Regions from separate parts of the Rattus norvegicus genome. Here region 1 is linked to region 2. A link is a contact called in public Hi-C data. All regions are on one chromosome and are shown on one strand. Each heading gives the region's core, a stretch centred on a gene start, on an enhancer-like site or on the middle of the called end of the contact. The rest is flanking DNA. Distances are from core to core; before and after follow the strand shown. Region 1 has its middle 30 kb from the start of Lppos. Region 2 has its middle 27 kb from the start of Lpp.

Region 1 (2,700 bases), core at 70-2,569, 130 kb before region 2:
ACAAATCTCCACCTCCACCGGAGTGATGGCTCAGCAGGTAAGAACACTTGTACAAACGTGAGGAACTGAGTTCGAATGCAGAGCACCCCTAGGTGTGCCCTAAAACCTAAGCACCCTATGGGGTGGATACAGGAGGACTTCTGAGGTTTGCTGACTGCCAGTCCAACTCTACATTCAGTGAGAGATCCTCTCTTAAGGAAATAAAGCAGAAAGTGGTCAAACAGGATACTTGATGTCCTATGACCCAGATACACAGACAGACAGACAGATAGAGAGAGACAGAGAGACAGACAGACAGACACTCACACAGAACAGAGAGACAGAAACAGAGACAGACAGAGAAAGAGAGACAGAGTCAGACAGAGACAGAGTCAGACAGAGACAGAGTCAGACAGAGACAGAGAGAGAGAGAGAGAGAGAGAGAGAGAGAGAGAGAGAGAGAGAAATTTTATTCTACCCTAAAGTCTACTTTCCAGCCATAAGGCCAACTCTGGTTTTGAGCACACACTGCACACATGAAAGCAATGGGCAAAGAGGGTAGCAGCTAGCTGCCCTGGATGGGGTTTTGTGCGTTCCTCTAAACCTCAGTCACGGCTACATTGTCAGCTTACAGTTCCTGTCACACAAGGCTGCAGCAGAGCTGTTTGTGATCCTGAGGGCAAGGCTCTCAGGAGGTGGGTGGTACTGCAAGGTGGCAGCAGCGACACTCTGGGAGCTCAGCTTTATCCTCTCTAGCCCCCAAGACAGTAAGTCCTTTCCCTTGAGAAACAGACTTCTGTGGGAAGCAGGAGGTAAAATATATAACCCACAGGACATCACACCGAGAAGGCAGGCTCCACATGGCATCCCTCACCATGACCTTAGGCAAATGAGAAATGAGGGAGCAAGGAGAGATAGAAGATGGCCCGAGACTCTTGTTCAACTCCAGTATTTAATATTTACAATTAAAATTACACAGGTCACTGTTTCTTTTTTTTTTTTTTTTCGGAGCTGGGGACCGAACCCAGGGCCTTGCGCTTGCTAGGCAAGCGCTCTACCACTGAGCTAAATCCCCAACCCCCAGGTCACTGTTTTTTTTGCTATCAGTTTGCCATGTGGGCCAAATGCCCTAAGTAGTCCCAGGGTATCTGAGGTTACATGACTTAATCCGGGCTCATGGAAGCAGTGCCAAAGGTGACCGATTCTTCAAAGCAGAAAGGATATTGAATTGCTCGAATTGCCCTAGCTCAGGGTGAAGTAAGAGTTCTCAGTAAAGGTCAGAAGGACAAGATTAAAGCTGTGGGCAGTCTGGGTAGAGACAGGGAGCTTTCCAAGCCTCAGACATCCATCCTTGTCCACACACCTGCCTGCTCCACCTGCCATACATAGCACAGCATTGCACAGGCCAACCTTCACAATGGCTCAGTTCCTGCTGGGACCTCTGAGGTCACCCACAGAAGATAGTCTTAACATTCCTACTCAGCAGGTTCCCAGACTTCCCGGAAGAGTTCTATCTTTAAAGAAATGTCTTAGGTTAGTGGCATCGAAAGGTCTGCCTCTCCGTAACCTTTACCACTGGTCTCTGCAGCCTTGCTCAACAACTCTCCCCTTCTCTCCGAGACACACCAGGCCTTTGGCAATGAGAGATAGAGCCATTGGGGCTGTTTCAGGTTAAAGAATACTCGCGATGCTGGTGAGATGGTTTTCAACTCTCTCACTATAAGTTCTCCAAACTGTCAAGCAGGCTGTGAGACTTAAGGGAGAGACAGATCCCACATGAGTGTGCACGCAACGGCAAGAGGCATTCCCTATGCAGATCACAAGAGCTTTTATTTAGGGTGAGTGAGCTGTCAAAAGTACGGAGAAAACATACAAATGTTAGACTGTACAAAAAAATCATTTTGCTACTACTGCTGATATCTGATACTACTACTACAAATAAAAACTGATAGATTAAGTCAGATCATATACTGGCTGTCTCCTGGGGAGGCAGAATAAGGAAGGCAGCTCTCTCTTGCTCTGGAAGCCACATGGTGGTGAAGACCTGGTTCATACTGAGACCCATACACACTGCCGAGGCTGGCGGACTCCGTTTCCCCCCCCCCCCCCATCCCTGTCGTTGTTGTCGATTGGTTGAGGCAGTTACCTTTGTTTCTGCCGTCTTCTTTTGTTCCCTTGACCCTGCTCAGATGCTTCTGGCTATGATTCGGTCACCAAAACCAGTGCTTGCCATGCTTGGCTTCATGCCAGAACCATCTTGGAAAACTTTTTTTTTTTTAGTATGAATGTTTTCCCCATGTCTCATTCTCGAGATTTTGAGTCATTTACTCTAGGGTGGGGCTAAGAGCCTGTATCCCAAACAAGCCTTTTCAGTGGTTCTTATCAGTCAAGAAGTGGGCTCCTCCCGCCCGCACTGGCAATCCAAGTACATCACTTGGCTTGGCTTCACCTGTGTCCTTGATAAACATGATTTTTCTAGGGAATCTCCTGAAGGATAAGACGGTGGAGAGAAGAGTTGGTGGTGAACCAGGCCTTGTGAATGCTGTTAAAGTTTTCTTTCACAAGTTAATTTTTCTTAGTTCTATGGGGGAAAAAATGTAGATAAAGCAACCTATAGGCGAAGTGGGCCTATAGATCATCAGATGTACAGAAATTTCAAAATGTCCAATTTCCTTTCTGTTAGGCAGGACCTTGATTAAACCAAAGACAGTATCTGAATAT
Region 2 (2,700 bases), core at 19-2,518:
TCTGGGGAAGCTCGGGAGTGGCCAGGGGAAGGTGTGCTGTACAGTTGAGCATCTGTGGAGGCTGGGAGTCGGCAGTGCTGTGGCAGGTCCAGGAGCTCTGTGCAGGGCTTTACAGAGTGGTCTGGTACTTTGGTAAAGGAAAGAGAAATTTCTAAGGGAAAAGGTATGGAAGAGGTATGAAGATGTGGGGAGGAATTTGGGACTGGCAGGATGGAATGCTCATGGAGGTGAGGCATTTGCCTCCAGTCAACAGATTCTCCAAGGCCTTCCTACAGGATTGGGTACTTCCCCTCAGTGAGTTGTGGGAGCTGCTACAGTGAGATTTTGGAGAAAGGCTGCTGCAAGATGACTCTGGTGTGCGTGGTGTTTGTTGTGTTTTGCTTTTACTTTTTTTTGGTATTTTGTATTTCAGTCTTTTTAGGAACTGTTAGGCAACTGTACCTCTGGGCAATGTGCCTGCCTGACTTTATAGGCCTTTCCTCCCTCCTCTTGCCTGCCTCAGCTCCTTCCCATGCTCCTATAATGAAGTGTGGCAGCAAGGCCTCTGGCACTGCAGTGTGACCTCAGAGCTGACCCAGTGCAAGCCCTTGCAGTTGTCCTCCCTCCCTCCCTCCCTCTCCCTCCTCCTTTCTGTCACCAGCCACCCCCAGCAGCTGCAGCCACAGCCCTCCACTCCTTTAAATAAATAAACCAGTCGCTCGAAAGGGTTCCAAGCGCATTAGTCACATATCCCAGAAGTTCAATACAGAATTATTTTGACAGCGAGCACAAGAAGGTGCTTTCTAGCTGAACGCACAGAACTTGCTTTTTCCAACTGGGCTTCCTGCCTCACAGGCAGATGATACGTTTTGTAGATGGAATGGCTGTGCTGTGATGCCTGCTTCCCGTGGTTGTGCAACAAACTTCTTACTAGCAAATGGGTCTGGGACCAGATATAAAACCAGGGTGGGGATAGGAGAGCTATCTCTCTTCCTCATTTATTAAAGTCTCAAAGGATCTGGAACAACGACTCCCCCATCAAAGCCCTCTCCGGTGACAGAGAGAGAACAGCCTACTCCCATAGGGCAGGCCGCAGGCACCTGTCCCTGGAACCCTCTTTTCCTCTTCTGCTTGTGTCTTCTGGGCAGGGAGGCGGAAGGCGGGAGGAGGGAGAATCAAGTTTTTATTGTGAGCATAGCTTTCTCACTAATAGCTTCCATGAGTCACTGGGAGATCTCTGTTTATTTATTTATCTGGCTCTCTCGTCCTTTTGAAAACCCAGGCCTCTGCGTGCTTTGAAAGTCAGGACAGCTCCAGTGGCCGCCATGCGGGCGGCGCTCCATGCACCCCAACTGAGTAGTGCGTCCAGAAATATTTTCTGACTCACGTATTTAGCACTTTCTATTGCTGTCACCGGGAAGGTTCAAGGTCCTGGCTGGCCTTTGGTCACAGTAGTTTAGAGCTCATATTGTCCACTTGGTATATAGAAAGAGGGATGAAGAGCACACTGTTGTTACCCAGGAGACATTTCCCCTGCTATTCCACAAAGCTCCTCACACAGTTCATTCCCTTCCTTCAGGGTCCTGCCGAGAGGCAGAAGGCCTATTCCTGAGCAACACTGCATGGGCTGAAGGTTTTGATTGGTTGTGATGGGGCTGATAAATCCTTTAGCCTCAGTGTTTTCTATGTTTTTCTCACTGGGATCCATTTTTAAAAAAACTCTTAACAAAAATCTCGTTGACTTCTACCCGGGGCCAAGTCAGCTGTTCACATTGGTTCGTCTCCATGGGACCCACTTGTAGAAACCACCGTGTCAAATGCTTCATGTGGAAACCTAGTGACTGTGCCCTGCCTTCTTTAAGTCTTTTGTCTCTGTCCATCTCCCGAGCCTGAGAACTTGGCATCTGTGCAGATGGGCCCCACCTGGACTTAGCATGGGCCTTGTTTGCCTACTCCAGACTGTTCTCTCAGTAGGTCTCAGCAGGCCTTCACACCTAAGTCTGCACTTGCCTATCTTGGCAACTCCTGGACTGTTGGCTAGTTCTTCATAGCTGTTCATAACACTGCAGTGACCTGACAGGGACACTCTCAAAACCTTTGCCCCAGTGTTGGGGACAAAAGCCTCTGTCACGGGAGCACCTTTGAGATGAATAACACAGCGTCTAAGCTGCTTTTCGGAAAACCTCAGGCTGAATTTGTCCAGGCAGGTGGCAGGTAGACATGGGTTTTAGCTCCTTGGCAACCAGCTGATGCCTCTCCAGCTGTGTTCATGTGGCACTATGCTCGTCTGCCCTTATGGTCACACATCATATTCTTACACTGCAAAGACATTTCTGGAGAACTCTTCCAGCTAAGGTTTCATTTGAGTCTTATAGTGACTTTAAGGCTATGGAGACCGAACTGAACAAGATTATGCCTACTTGTACAGGTTCACTCGTGGCAGGGAATTGTGGGAATTTGAACCTAGGCTTCGCACTGCAGCAGTCACTGTCAGTCAGCAGAAATCACAAATGCTATTGACAGGCTCAGGGTAATAAGAGCTTAGTTATTTGTCAAGCACTGTTAGACACTTCGTTAAAAGCCCATTTCTTCCTCTCAACTACTCTATAAAATAGGAATGATTATGTCCACATTGCAGAATAACTAATTATATAGCAGATAATACCTTGTTCACTGTTCAACTTTCCAGAACTGAAGGTTCCCAGATTCTAATTAGAATCA

Evidence for each region. Hi-C and Micro-C count contacts between places; a contact is called where the count stands out from the background.
Region 1: a contact with region 2 is called in a Hi-C map of psoas muscle, with 1.7 times the contacts expected there. The contact joins two enhancer-like sites. A contact is called at or near these places in 2 of 12 Hi-C or Micro-C datasets (liver and psoas muscle).

What each region holds. Positions count from the first base shown.
Region 1 is chr11:89,958,585-89,961,284 of GRCr8, reverse strand. No RefSeq gene overlaps it. Among named protein-coding and RNA genes, the nearest start is that of Lppos, 30 kb to the right of the region's middle. Within about 2 kb of position 1,319, at least 7 of the 93 cell types and tissues checked have an H3K27ac peak or open chromatin away from gene starts, as enhancers often do.
Region 2 is chr11:89,831,004-89,833,703 of GRCr8, reverse strand. It overlaps a transcript of Lpp not described here. Among named protein-coding and RNA genes, the nearest start is that of Lpp, 27 kb to the right of the region's middle. Within about 2 kb of position 1,268, at least 30 of the 93 cell types and tissues checked have an H3K27ac peak or open chromatin away from gene starts, as enhancers often do.